Linked DNA regions of Mus musculus: all the other regions are linked to region 1. Evidence: chromatin contacts called from public HiChIP or PLAC-seq and promoter capture Hi-C data. All regions are on one chromosome and are shown on one strand. The core of a region is the stretch at or near the end of the contact, and the rest is flanking DNA. Distances in the headings are between cores, read along the strand shown. Region 1 holds the start of Relt (RELT tumor necrosis factor receptor). Region 2 overlaps Pde2a (phosphodiesterase 2A, cGMP-stimulated). Region 3 holds the start of Pgm2l1 (phosphoglucomutase 2-like 1). Region 4 holds the start of Pde2a (phosphodiesterase 2A, cGMP-stimulated). Region 5 overlaps Arap1 (ArfGAP with RhoGAP domain, ankyrin repeat and PH domain 1).

Region 1 (2,623 bases), core at 82-2,581:
TGCTCTCCTGGCCACCTTAGATTCTTTGAATGATGCTGGGGGAGTGGGAAGGTAACGGAAGAGAAGGCTGTGGGAGCTGAGATGTGCTACTGCTAGTGCCACCGCACCACTACTGCTACTACCACCGCACCATACCACACACGGGCCCAGTTTATAACCATTGCAAGAGTGCAATGGTTACTTACTGCCTGGCTTCTACAACGATGTCTCATAGTGTTGGTCACTCTTTTTGTGTTTGCTTGCTTGTGAAACAATGTCTCCATATGTAGCCCAGGCTGGCTTGGAACTCAGGAGCTTCCTGCCTCTGCCTCCCAAATCCTGGCCTCCCAGTCCGTTACTTCTCCTGTCCTCCACTGGACACTGCGATGGCTGGCATTGGTGATAGAAGAGTGGGACCGCTGGTGTTAGGGGAGAGGATTGTCATTGTCATACCTACTTGGGGGAGGAACCAGCTACCCTGAAGGAAGGGGTATTTAGGCCAGGTTCCAAAGGAATTCACCAGGTGAGCATTCCTTATAGTCTCTCTTATTAGCTAGGTGGGGGATTCTAGAAACCAGCTTGGGTCTCATCCAAGACACTGAGGGTGCTCTTACCCACAACCAATTCCAAAGACTATTCCCAGGCAGTGGCAGCTGTGGCCCTAGTTACACAGGCAATGGTGACAGGATCTGAGTAGCATTCATGTCTCAAGCACCTTTTCGCTGCATCACACAAGCCCAGATTTCTTGGTTCGGAGCACACACACACACACACACACACACACACACACGCCCGCACGCGCGCGCGCACACACACACACACACCACACACACACACACACACACACACACGCCCGCACGCGCGCGCACACACACACACACACACACCACACATACACACACACACACACACACACACACACACACACACACACACACACGGCCGCGCCTCCCTGATGCGCCCCAAGGGATGCATGCGCACACACACACACACACACACCACACATACACACACACACACACACACACACACACACACACACACACACACACACACACACACACACACACACACACACACACACACACACACACACACACACACACACACACACACACACGGCCGCGCCTCCCTGATGCGCCCCAAGGGATGCATCTGAAGAACATCCTAGTCGTAGCCCCTGCAGTTCCTAGGAGGCTCAAGAGGTGGCGATGCGGAGCAGCGTGGCCTGGCGGGAGAATCGTGAGCCCTTGGCCCGCAGAGGGGCTCGGGGTTAGGGGCCGCAAGTCGGAGCTCTGACGTCGGGGGCGGGGCCAGAAGCCGTGACGCGAGGGGAGGGGCCGCGCAGCTTCCCGGCCAGGCCGGCGATTCATTCAAAAGGCGCGCAGGCTGCGCGGCCGGCCCCGAGCGCTCGCCTAGCGGGGCCCCGGCGCCGCGTCGGACGCTGAGCGAAGCTGGTGCTGCGGGCCAGGTAAGGAGGGTGCGCACGGCCCTCAGCCCCGCTCCGCTGCTCCGAGGAAGTTCTCCTGAGCGGCGGATGCGTCAGCCCCGCTCTCCTGCCCAGTCCCGTCCCATCCTGGTGCTGTCTACGCGTCCCGGAGCCCCCGGGCTGCGCGTCCTCCCGGCACCGCGCGCGGCGCAGTCTGTCAGAAGGTGCGCGAGAGGAAGCAGCGGAACTTGGCGTGCAAGGGGTCGGGGGAGCCCGGGAAACTTGGACTGACACCAAAGGCCGGCTGCGGGACGGGACGGCGGCGCCTCGGTGCGGCTGCAGCGCGGGGCGGCCGGGAAGGGGGGGGGTGTTCTGAACGGTGTCAGCCAGTGACTGTGGGTGACACGGCGCATGAGGCGGCCTGGCCCGGGCGAACGTGTGGCTGGGACACTGGGCGGTGACGCCGAGCCTAGCGGGCGACACAGAGGGGCTCTGTGTGTGAGGCAGGCAGAGTGTGTGTGATTGTGTATGTGAGAGACCCCAGGTCACTGGGGTCACTGTGTGTGGCCGGCCTGTAGTGTGACCCGGGCTAGTTGTGAGTATAAGGTAGAACAGAGGAACCCTAAATAACTTAAGCAAGCCCTGAATCACGGGGTCATAGGGTGCATGTGGGACGGGGTGGGGGGGGAGGGAGGAGAGAGAGAGAGAGAGAGAGAGAGAGAGAGAGAGAGAGAGAGAGAGAGAGAGACTGTCTGCCTGCCTGCCTGCCTAGGATAGAGTAAGACAAGGAGGAACCTGACACCTTCCAGTGTTTGAGGGGCCAAGGAAGATCAGGAGTCTAGGGAATAAAGATCTCTCTCCAAGACACCCTTAGAGTTCAGTTTAGTGAGTTTGCACGCAGACATGACCTAGCAGAGGAAGCCAGAATTGGGTGGGCTAGCCCCTCTGGCACAGAGAAGACCTGAGGTGGTCTCAGTCTCCACTCCACTCCACGCTCACACACACACACACACACACACACACACACACACACACACACTGAAGTCCCCAACATCTAGCAAGGCACTGTGTATTCTGTTTTGTGATCAGATCTACCCCTGCTAAGCCTCAGTCTCCCAGTCTGCAGAGAGGTGTGAATAGCCTGTGAATCATCACTTTGGGATCCTCTATTGTTTTTGGGTCAGTCTTCTCCATTCTCCTCTCCCCTCCAGACAG
Region 2 (2,623 bases), core at 83-2,582, 640 kb before region 1:
GCTGTAGATTGTCCTCCGACACCAGCAGGAGGCAGCAGTGAGTGGCCTGTGTCTCCTGCTGCAGCTGCAGGGGGACAGACAGAGCCAGGCTGAGGGCGGGGCTGGAACACCCGCTAGCCTCTCTGGGTTTTTCAGGATTGTAGAAGAGAAGAGAGGGTGGGGTGTCCCAATCTGAACAGAGGTGATGGGGTCAAGGGTCTGTTGGTCTTTGGAGAGAGAGAGGGTGGAAGAGGAGATAGATGCTCAGGGACTCACATATTGAAGGACTTTGAGCTGCAGAGAAGTAGCATCCAAGTCAAAGAGTTCCCCTGCAAGAACAAGGCTGAAATCAGAGAGGGCTCTGCCTTGCCTGGGGGCTGCTTCCAGGCTCCACCCCTGCCTCTCCTCAGGCTCCGCCCCTGTCTCTCCTCAGGCTCCACCCCTGTCTCTCCTCAGGCTCCACCCCTGCCTCTCCTCAGGCACCGCCCCTGTCTCTCCTCAGGCTCCGCCCCTGTCTCTCCTCAGGCTCCGCCCCATCTCTCCTCAGGCTCCACCCCTGCCTCTCCTCAGGCTCCACCCCTGCTTCTCCTCAGGCTCCACCCCTGCCTTGCTTAAGGCTCCACCCCTGACTCTCAGGCTCCGCCCCTACCTCGCCTCAGGCTCCACAAGACCACCCAGAACACCCACATGCTTTCCAAGTGTTATCTGGGTTCTGCCTTGTGTTATAACTCACCTCTCAGGTCCCGCCCACTCCAGAGACCTGGCCCTGCCCCTCCAGGATCGACCCTATCCTATAGACCTGCCCGAGTTTGGCCCTCACCACACAGTTGCAGGATCTTTCGGTCATGGTCGGTGTACCCCTTCTCATCCTTTTGATCTTCAGAGGCATCCACTGACGTGTTCTGAACAGCTTCAGGCCTGCGCTGCTGCAGGGCCTGCACCCTCCGCAGGGCTACCAGAGCCTAGGGGACGGCCGAGTGGTCAGCATGACCTTGCCGTTCAGTGTCACTACCTGACTCCCCTCCTTAGCTCAAACAAATCCCTCTTGGGTCCCCCATAATGTTCATTGCCTATCCCTGTTCTGGTTCCAAACAATTCAACCCGCTGGTCCCTCCACTTCCTAGGAGCTCCCACTGTCCTTAGAGCCTCGCTTCTTCCACGGCTAAGTATAGCTGCCCCCGGACCCCCGCTCGCAGACTCTTCAAAAGAGGATCAGATTTCCTGTCTAACACCACCCTGATTAAGATCACAGACTCCTGAAACATTAGGCAGAAAAGAGCCTCAGTTATACACAGGGTCTTTGACTCATCACTAACCCAGCTAAGTTAGCGCTATGTTACCCCATCTTCAGTTGTGAAACTGCTTGCTCAAGGTGGTCACGCTGGAACCAGAAGCCAGGCCTGTCCAGCTCTCTGGCCAGATCGTCTTTCCTACAAGCTCTGGTAAGGATCCTCAGCAGCCCCTGTGTTACCACGATCCTACCCGACTCACGTGCTTCTCTACCACCTGCAAGCTCTGTTCCTCACTGTCACTCAGCTGGCCACAGTGCACCTGGAGAGAAGGGAGAAGCGACCAGATGTGACCTTCCCCAGTCTGTCTTCACTTGCATGTCCTCCCGTGGCCAGCTCAACACCAGTTGCCACCAATACAGTCTATGACCTCCATGTAAGCCAGGCAGCTAGCTCTGAAGGTGACTTTCCCAAGGAAGACGTCCAGGGCAGGTGATAAGAGTGGAACTTTCCTGTCTGTCCCATCACTTTCCACGCTTACTGTTCCGTTCCTGGAGCAAACTGTGCCACAGACAGCCCAGTCCAGGTATACAGAGTCAGGAAGGCGGACCTCAGACCCTTCTCCATCGTCCACACACGGAGCGCTTCAGGCCCTGATTAGAGGATTTGTGGAATTGGCTTTAGCCTCCAGCTCCATCCGTTCTGAGTGGGGTTTGAGTTGCCCTTACATCTGGGGTTAAAGAAGGGAGCCCAGGCATGACTGACACCTGCCAGGAAGCTGTGCACAGATGAATGGGCTGAGGGAGGGAGTGCTTTTTGCCTTACACATGGTTCTCACCATGGGGAGATGCAATCTTCCCCTTACAGATGAGCCAGGGAGGCCAGAGGTGGGGGACCTTCCGAAAATCATCAAGCAGAAAGTAGCAGCGTTAGGACATCTCTATCCACCCCTCCCCTTCCCGCTTCCATGTTGACTCTCTAGATTCATTCTTACCACGCGGTTATCCTCCCCTGTCCTGTGTCCCTGTGCTAGTTAGTCACCAGGGCTCACTTCAGCCATCTTTCATGCTCTTCCTCTAGCACTCTTGGGTGTTTAAGAGGGAAATGTGGAGAAACGGGGATGGAAAAAAGCAGAGATGACAGCCTAGGGACCCATGGTGGCCCGCCAACAAGGCTTCCTCCCCACCTGCTGTCTCAACTTCCTTAGCTTACTCAAAGCTGTTCGCCACCTGTGGGGCTCCCACAGTGCTCGCAGGGGGTGTGGGCTTCATCCTGCTTCCCTCACCCAGCAGCCCCTGCCTGCCTCCCTGCGCTGGGTCCCCTGCCAGGAACAGATGAGGAGGAGGAGACCAGCAGGAAGCTCACAGGCTGGCCAGGAGCGGGATGAGTCGGGGTACGCGTGGAAGGGGGTGTGG
Region 3 (2,623 bases), core at 55-2,554, 640 kb after region 1:
AAACAAACACTGGGATTATCATCCCACCCTCTGAAAAAGCCTCCAAGAGCCTCGTTTACAAGTGAAAAGGATGCATTTTAATTCTAGCTTTCACCAACCCACCCTATATACCTGCACAAGGGGAGGGAGAGAGAAGAAACGATGGCATCAGCAATTCTGAAATTCCTAAGCAATTCCTAAATATCTGATCAGAATCTGCCTTTTAAGATTTGAGAATGGTGCAAATTCTATCAGTACAACTAGACTATTCTAGATGTCCATGACAATTTTTTGAACAGGATACTTCCAATAAATAACTGCCGGCAGAGGAATGAAATAAGAGGAGAACCCTTGTCACATTTAATAGCAAAAGGTGATACCAGAAAATAAGAGTGAAATAGACTAGCGAATACCTAGCCAGCGATTACCTAGTGACAGAGGGTGGAAACACAGCAGAGCAACATAGTGAGTGGTTAGTAACGTTCAAGAACCAGAAGCCACTTTCTGGTTCTGCAGAGAAGGAAGTCAAAGGAGAAAGAGGAAAGGTGATGGATGCATAGTACACAGAGGATAACTTACAACGATGAGAATGAGGACGAAGTATTTTGACCATGAGAGATGATACTCACTGGAAGGGAAGGGGCAGCAAGGGAGGAAGCGGGACTGCGGTGTAGCCTACCACAAAAGAAAGAGACTGCAGTCGTCCCTGCCCAGCCCAGCCCGCCGGGGAAAGCAGCCCCTGCATAGGTGAGAGGCATCGCCCAACTCCACTAGCCCTGCGCTGGCTGGAGCCATCTCCCCTGGAGCCTCCAGAGCCCTGGGTGGGTACCGGAAAGGGTGGACTGTGCGAGGGTGAGCAGAAAGAGGGGACAGATGCCGGGGTGACCAGGTACCCACCTTGTCCCAACGCAGCCACTGCCCGATGGCCGTGTCTAGCTGGGGGTCCCCAGTGAGGTAGGGGGCGTGGAGCAGGTTAGAGTTCAGGTCATCATCTGCGTTCTCAGCCATGGTAGACACACGGGTTTGCGGGCCCGAGGGGCGGGCGAAGACACTGAGTCAGGGGGGCTCTAGGTGCGCTCACCAGGGTCCAGAAACCCCCTCCTTGACGAAGGGCATCGGAGACCAACCGCGAGCTGTTCAGTCCGCGCCAGCTCCTGCCGCAGCTCCAGCGAACCCGGAGAGAGGGCGGAGACAGGACAGCCGCCTCCCAGCAGACTAGCTCCGGATCTCAGCTCGAACTGACTGAGGCGGGCGTGAGGCGAGAGAACAACAACAGTCCCAGATGTCTGGGTCGCCGCCTTCGCCCGCGCCGCCTTAGGCCCCGCCCCCGCGCCGCCCGCGCCGCCCCCGCCCGCCCCGGCCCGTCCGAGTGCCCGAGGCATGAGGCGCGAGCCCGGGAGCGCGCGCCCCGCACCTCCGCTGCAGCGTTTGCTGTCCGCTGAGGCGACAGTGCACAGCTGGCTTTGTTTTTTTAATGCCGTTCCTCAGCTGTCTTTCCCTTATCACCCGCCCCGCACTCGCACGTGCGCCTCCACCTGGTGTCCCCGTCGTCTCAAGCAGCCCGCCTCTGCACTCACTAGGAGAGTCCCCGGCGCGCGCAGGCCCCACCCTCTTCGCCTCAGGGCTTGGTCTCGCTTGGGAGCCCAAAGTGGCGCGCGTGACGCCTCACGGGAGTTGTAGTTTTCCCCGGTTCCCCGAGTTCTGTACACCCGTTGCCTTTCCCTTCCCTCGGAGAGAAAAAGCACCACCTGTTCCCTGACGCTTCTTACTTATGTTGTGCAGTGGTGGTCTCCTGCTTTAAGGTAAAAAAGGAATGACGTAAGGAACAACGGTATCTATTTGTACTTGAAAGTTTACGAGTCGTTTTTTGTCATTTCATTCATCCTGTGTGGTAGGTTGTATGTATATTCCTTTCCCACTTTACACAGAAGGAACTGAAAGGCAAACCGAATTTTCTGAGCAGTAGCGTTCCTGAGAAATGAATGCGGGTTTCAGTCTGTTATGTTACCTCAGCTGGCAGTTGTTTTTGTTCAGTTGTAGCCGCGGAATAGAGGTAGAGAGAATATAATGTCTGGAAAATAGATAAGAAGGTTGTCAGATGATGGGTCAGCATTTAACCCTATTTTAAGAATGTACAAACATCATAAAATTCATGAACAAGTAGGAATACAGAGGAAAAAAGAAATGAACACCTTCACTTTCTTTCTTCTATAAATGTGCGCCTTTCAGGTCTCATTACTTGAGGCCAGAGAAATACTGAAGTCTTGTATATGGACCACTCTGCTTTCTCTGTTTTTGAGACAGGGTCTCCTCTATGGCTTTGGCTAGCCTTGAACATAATATACGCCAGGCTGAAATTGAACTCTTGAGTGCTGGAATTCCAGGTGTGCACCACCACACTGTGCCAAATACCTTCTTGGTGTGACTTGACCAAGTATATTAAAACTCTTCCTCATCAGCCTTTTGCTCTTGTAAGGATTATATAATATTTATAGCATGACAGTACAGTAATTGAAGAAATAGTTTTAGAGTGTTTTGAGGCTCAAAGATAAAAGACATAATAAATCCAAAGTATTCCTTTTATTTTTTAAAGACATCATTTGTTCTAATAAAATCCAAACTACTAGCATAAAATAATTGTATT
Region 4 (2,623 bases), core at 33-2,532, 590 kb before region 1:
GTCCCACCTCACGATCCCTACCCACCATATATTTTGGGCACCCTGAGGGCAACGTTCTCCATGTTTAAGCCCTTGGACTTGAGTCCATCCTATGCCATACCTGAGAACACAGGCACAGGTGGAGGTCCTAGAGGCTCCAGCCCTGTCTTCTGAGCCGGTTCCCCCACGACCCAAAGTAGAGGCAGACATGTAGGGAAGGCATGGTCACAGAAAGACCCTAGCACAAAGATAGAGACCTACAGAAACTGAAGGGCTGAACAGACCAGGAGAGGTAGGCAGCCTGGAGCAACACACTAAACAAGAGAACAGCAGAGGGGCCAAAGGATGATGCACTCAGAAATTTGGGAACTGGAAGAATGATATGGGACTATCACATCTAGAGGCTGGGAGGCAACAGGAGGAGACTGGAGGTCTGTGTAAAAGATGAGGACTGGGAGGGGGCAGTCTGGCAGAGGAGAAGAGAGAATCTGGGTTTTAAAAGGGGGTTGGACCCTTGGGTTGGGTGGAAGATGGTGACTAGAATCTAGATGATTAGTAAGGATGGGGAGTAAGACTTTATAAAATAGAAGATAGAGGTTTGGGGGTGAGGTCCTACTTATGAGGTAAAGTTCTCTGCAGCCAGGGGCTTAGGGGATATGGGTGTGCCTGGAATCTGATATGTACAGTAGAGAGCCAGAGGTTTGAGAGGGGAGTGGGACTAACCTGGGAGGAGGGAACTCCGGGTTTATACAGAGCTGTTAATGTGGCTGAGGGGGGCAACGAGGATTAGGACTTCGGGGCTTGGGATGGAGGAGTTCTAGATGCGAAGCAGAGTCAGAATCTGGAGGGGCATTTGAACTATGAGCCGAAGAATCAAGGACCCCCTCTGGGTATGGCTGCAGTCCCATTCAGTACAAGACGGGTTCCAAACTAAGGGAAGGGTCCCCTCTTAAAGGAAGGTTCAGGAGAGAGTAGACCGTGGGGCAGACGACTGCAAGCTCTTCAGAAGACCGGGCCCTCACCGGGCTCTCCCTGGACACCCGCTTCTCCCTGTTACCCAGAATGGGGGGGGGGGGGGCCTCCTACCTGCAGGCTGTCGGCGCATGGCTGCGGCGGCGGCTCGTCCGGCTTGAGGAAGACCTGCTGGCCCCGCCTGAGGAATTGGACAACAGCGATGAGGATGTGGTGCAACACCAGGACCATGCTCGCAGCCGCCCGCCCGCCCCTCCAGCCCGGCCCGCTGCACTCGGTCAGCGCGTCCGCAACAGCTTCGCCGGTCCGCGCGAGGGTCCGCCCTGGTCCCGCCCCGCCCCCGCCCCCGTCCCGCCCCAGGCCTCCAGGCCCCGCCTACGTTTCTGCTACCGGGGACAGCACTTCAACGCCTTCCAAAGATCGGACCCCACCCGATCCCGGCCGGCTTGCTCCCTGCCAGGCCTTCACCCTCTCAAGTCTCCTGCAGCGGGTCGGCTACGAGGGCTCCCACTCCTCGGTCGCCTCTCAGCCTTCGCTGCCTTCCGCTTATCCCATTGTCACTCCTCCTATGTGGTAGGGCCCCTCCCAGAGTCCCGCGCACTGTCGCACCACATTCTCTCCCCATCACTTGGACTTCAGTAGCCCGGCCAGAACCCCGAGGCCGAGTCCAGCGCAGTGCGGGGAGAGGGGCCGCGGCCACAGTCCGGGAGCCCCGAGGTCCTTTCACTCCTTCCAGTACAGAGGGTAGAGGAAAGTGAGGGAGAAATTTAGAGGTCGCTCCAAAATGGGACGAGCCCTGAAGCGGTAGCAGATCTGTGAAGGAGACACGTGCGCCCTGACACACACAGGCGCACCGTTCCCAAATGTGGGGTGAGAGCACTGGGTTCCTAAGGCTACCAGATAGGCCTTCATCGGCGTCCCAGGAGGCTGAAAAGGGTGCAAGCCCCAGGGCCATCTAGTCCGCAGTTCCGCGGTGGGACCCCGAGAGCTGGGAGCGCATTTCTCTGCAGAGCCGCCTCTGTGCTCAGGCACTTGCAGCAGCCGTGACGCTCCTGCGCCCCCTGGTGTTCTATCGCAAAGGTGCACCCTGACCCCAGTAGGGGATGGCTGGAGGGATGAGGGGACATTTGTGTAACTTGGGTCAAACCCCTTGCCTGGACCAACCTGTTTTCTAGCCTCTGCTTGCTATAAGATGGGCTAAGGCACAGGACGAGTCTATATCAAATGGTGAATTTGGGTCTTCCTGGATTTTGCCAGTGTAACTTTAGCTTGATCCCCTTCCCATTGGGTGTCAGTTGTCCCACAGGGCTGCCAGAAGACAAAAACTTGGAATGATGGTGAGACAGACAGACTCCTGACAGCCCTCACTGTGACTTTCCCTGGTTCTCCTTTCTGCGCTACTGCCCCTCTTCCTGTACTTCCCTCTCCCCCCAGCCCTTGGAAGGTGACTCAGTGAGCCCCCTGCTCCTTGCCTCATAGATGTGATTCATTTGGGCCCTTTCCCCCTGGGGAGCAATTTCCCCAGTGTTGAGTCACTGAGCCCAGTGCTGGACACGGTCCCAGCACCTGGCACAGGCTTGGAAGTGTCCTAGCTGTCCCAGTAGCTCAAGGGGTGATCTTCCACACAAGGATTTTTCCCCCTCCTAGCTGAGCTTACAGCTTCCAGTGCTCA
Region 5 (2,623 bases), core at 72-2,571, 530 kb before region 1:
AGTCAATAGATGACTGCACCTTGGGCCCCATGGTTTTCCATTCCCATGCTCCTCAGCCATGTTACCATGGAGGCTTTCATATGTGTGACTTTCAGACCATCTGGAAGGTTCAGTGCTTCCACTCCCATTCCTGGATGGGAGTCTCCAATCCCAGCTTCTGCCCATAAGCCAGAGTCTGGCCCACAGCGCTGAGTATGTCCCTGGGTCCCTTGTCTTATATCCCCTCTGGACAAAACACTGGCTCTTCTCTCAGCATGAAGAGCCCTGGTGGGCCTGGCCTCCTGCATGGTTCTGATGTGACAGGGACATCAGATTCCAACAGCCTGGGCTCTGATCTGAGCTCACTTACTTGCCAGATAGCCCTGAATAAAATGCATTTTCCCTCTTTGTGTGTCCCCATCCCTGTGGAGAGAGTATAACCATGAATTGAGGACCTAAGGTTCTCCCAAGAGAACAGCCAATAATGCTGACACACCGTTAGATATAAGGGCTGTAGGATCTGCCCAGCAGACTGCCTGCTGCCCAACGGCCAACCTGCTGCACACATACCCACCTGCACAGCGCTTGCAGATGACAACGCAGAGGTTGATGGAGGCCCAGTCAGGCTGGGCGGCCCCACAGTCGGCACAGAACCTGTTGGGGGCTGCGGCCCAGATGCGCTCAGCCACCTCTGAGGTAGATAGGGCCTCTGCGATGGCTCCCTGCATGGCCTCCAGCCACTGTTCCTTCTCTAACTCTGAATCAGCCGAGAAGCTAGGGACACATAAGTAGAACCGGTGGGAAAGGGTTTGGAGGGATTTGAGGGTCGGGAGGAGGTGTCATCCTAAGACTGTTGGGAAACAACCAACAAAGGGAGCAAGAAAACTAGAGAGAAAACAGACTGGCAGAGGAGATGATGAGAGACAGGCAGGGACAGGCCTGAGAGGCAGAGCAGGCACAGGGCACCCTTAGGACAGTGGGGCACCAGTCAAGGGTATATACAGACGGAAGAGAGAGAGTATAAAGGTGTGTGCCATCTCCACCCTCAACCTCCTTACTCCATCCCGGAAAGAAGTCCATTAGTGAGCACCCAGTGTAGCAGCACATGCCTTTAACAGCACTCAGCAGCAGAGGCAGAAAGACTCTTCAAGTGGGAAGCTCCATCTAGACAGCAAATGCAGAATTGTCTTCCTTCCTACAAAACTCCCCTGGCTCTTTGTCTGCTGCTGTCACCACCAACTGCAAGTCACATGGGAGTGACCAAGAGGTAACGGCCATGAGTAAGAGAGGGGCTGAAGATGGCCTCCACCAGGACAGCCAGGAGAGGAACTCGAAAGCTGCCAGGGCCTCAGATAAGCAACAAGCACGCTCACCCCGCTGCAGTAAACCCGTGGTCCCAAGCGGTGGAAGCCCTTTCTGCTGAACCTCTATCAGCCTCCTTCAAGTTGGTGACAATGACAGTAATCAGGAAGCACAGTGGCTTCTGCAGCTGACAGAAAGGGAAACCCTAAAGTGTCTGGCTGCAGCATTTGTGGTCACTAAGGACTATGGCAAAGAACTATAGGGCCAAAGTCATAGGATATTTCGAATGGGAGGATGGACAAACACCCACTTAGCTCTTGAGATCAAAGGTCACTACCCTGATATAAGTATGGATAGAGTGAAGGCCCTGAGACTGGCAACCAGAGTACTGAGACGGAGACCAGAGGGCCTGAATGGCGACAGACACAGAGAAGAAACAGACAAGGCAGAGTGCAAAGGAGGTAAACTGTGTCAAGCCACATGAGGCAGAGAAGGGCCATGGGGAGATGTTCAAGGGACAACAGGCCCACGTGCTTTGAGCACAAGCAAGTTCTGCTGGAGAACCCACAGCTCGGAGTCGGGGATGGCAGGGTGGCACTGCAGACGTTCCCTGGGTCCCAGGCCATGGAGGGTTGCAGGTGCTGGTGGGACACCTCATAAACAGCGTGGTGGGCAAAGAGAACAGAGCTGGCCAGAACAGATGGAGAGGGATGAAGACGTCTGGCAGACTAAGGCAGGTGGGTGAGCAATGGAAGGGAGAAAAAAATACCAAGAGGATTGACTGCCCATGAGCTGAAGGTGGAGCAGGGGCTCACCTGAAGATGCGGTAGGGGGTAGTGAGGTCAAAGCTGCGCCGATCCACTTCCTTGACATTGCCCACATTCATGTCGATAAAGGTGATACCAATGCCCAGATGGAATTCCTGATGGGTGGGTGGGAAGGGAGGAAGGCAAAGGCTGACAACAGGGCTTCAGGTGCAGGACAAGGGATAGGGAAGTCGTCCCTAGGGAGTGGAAAGAGCCTAAGAAGGAGGAAGGGCGGGAATCTGAGCCAGGACAGCAGTCTGGACTAGAGCAACGGGGATGACAGTAGGGGAGGCATAGGAGTGAGTGAAACAGGACGTGGGGGGGGGGTGCTGTTCAGGGACAGGATGGAGATGAGGCACAGGCAGGCAGGAGAGAAGAGGGGAGATGCTGTCCCAGTGCAGAAAAGGCTGGAAGGGAAAGTACTGGACTTAGATCCTAAGCAGGACCAGGGAGAGACCAGGTGGACAGGAGCAGGGCAGGTAAGAGGACGGATGAGTACGGGACAGGGAGACCTCAGTGGCCTGGTAGAGCCCTTC

What was found. Promoter capture Hi-C pulls out the DNA fragments that hold promoters and counts their contacts. HiChIP or PLAC-seq counts read pairs in DNA pulled down with a chosen protein or histone mark.
Region 2: an H3K27ac HiChIP or PLAC-seq map of embryonic stem cells shows a contact between it and region 1, with 5 times the contacts expected there. The contact joins the enhancer-like site here to the promoter of Relt in region 1. A contact is called at or near these places in 4 of 39 promoter capture datasets (the 3T3-L1 cell line, liver and pre-B cells), 1 of 15 datasets of contacts at CTCF or cohesin (large pre-B cells), 1 of 484 Hi-C or Micro-C datasets (CD8 T cells), 2 of 115 datasets of contacts at active chromatin or transcription factors (embryonic stem cells and large pre-B cells) and 1 of 9 other capture datasets (liver).
Region 3: a promoter capture Hi-C map of pre-B cells shows a contact between it and region 1, with 4 times the contacts expected there. The contact joins the promoter of Pgm2l1 here to the promoter of Relt in region 1. A contact is called at or near these places in 4 of 39 promoter capture datasets (the C10 cell line, liver and pre-B cells), 1 of 484 Hi-C or Micro-C datasets (CD4 T cells) and 1 of 115 datasets of contacts at active chromatin or transcription factors (memory CD8 T cells).
Region 4: an H3K4me3 HiChIP or PLAC-seq map of the 230-238 cell line shows a contact between it and region 1, with 11 read pairs. The contact joins the promoter of Pde2a here to the promoter of Relt in region 1. A contact is called at or near these places in 4 of 39 promoter capture datasets (the C10 cell line, liver and pre-B cells), 4 of 115 datasets of contacts at active chromatin or transcription factors (the 230-238 cell line, large pre-B cells, memory CD8 T cells and 1 more) and 1 of 9 other capture datasets (adipose tissue).
Region 5: a contact with region 1 is called in an H3K27ac HiChIP or PLAC-seq map of microglia, with 5 times the contacts expected there. The contact joins the enhancer-like site here to the promoter of Relt in region 1. A contact is called at or near these places in 1 of 39 promoter capture datasets (pre-B cells), 1 of 484 Hi-C or Micro-C datasets (embryonic stem cells), 7 of 115 datasets of contacts at active chromatin or transcription factors (acute myeloid leukemia, bone marrow-derived dendritic cells, bone marrow-derived macrophages and 4 more) and 3 of 9 other capture datasets (adipose tissue, liver and macrophages).

The regions. Positions count from the first base shown.
Region 1 is chr7:100,862,121-100,864,743 of GRCm38.p6, reverse strand. Relt (RELT tumor necrosis factor receptor) reads left to right here and starts at 1,331. Exons shown (of 11, transcript NM_177073.6): 1 at 1,331-1,450.
Region 2 is chr7:101,499,295-101,501,917 of GRCm38.p6, reverse strand. Pde2a (phosphodiesterase 2A, cGMP-stimulated) reads right to left here. Exons shown (of 30, transcript NM_001143849.2): 6 at 1,471-1,530; 7 at 800-941; 8 at 256-308; 9 at 1-64. Among named protein-coding and RNA genes, the nearest start is that of Mir139, 25 kb to the right of the region's middle. Within about 2 kb of position 1,332, at least 29 of the 459 cell types and tissues checked have an H3K27ac peak or open chromatin away from gene starts, as enhancers often do.
Region 3 is chr7:100,226,288-100,228,910 of GRCm38.p6, reverse strand. It overlaps Pgm2l1 (phosphoglucomutase 2-like 1), which reads right to left and starts at 1,304. Exons shown (of 14, transcript NM_027629.3): 1 at 877-1,304. The coding sequence starts at 987. It overlaps Gm34877 (a long non-coding RNA gene), which reads left to right and starts at 1,506. Exons shown (of 3, transcript XR_869834.3): 1 at 1,506-1,781.
Region 4 is chr7:101,449,911-101,452,533 of GRCm38.p6, reverse strand. It overlaps Pde2a (phosphodiesterase 2A, cGMP-stimulated), which reads right to left and starts at 1,282. Exons shown (of 30, transcript NM_001143849.2): 1 at 1,066-1,282. The coding sequence starts at 1,182.
Region 5 is chr7:101,388,194-101,390,816 of GRCm38.p6, reverse strand. It overlaps Arap1 (ArfGAP with RhoGAP domain, ankyrin repeat and PH domain 1), which reads right to left. Exons shown (of 34, transcript NM_001040111.1): 11 at 2,097-2,203; 12 at 554-753. Among named protein-coding and RNA genes, the nearest start is that of Gm35219, 35 kb to the right of the region's middle. Within about 2 kb of position 1,321, at least 12 of the 459 cell types and tissues checked have an H3K27ac peak or open chromatin away from gene starts, as enhancers often do. A contact at or near this core is called in bone marrow-derived macrophages, macrophages and microglia, where this site is marked.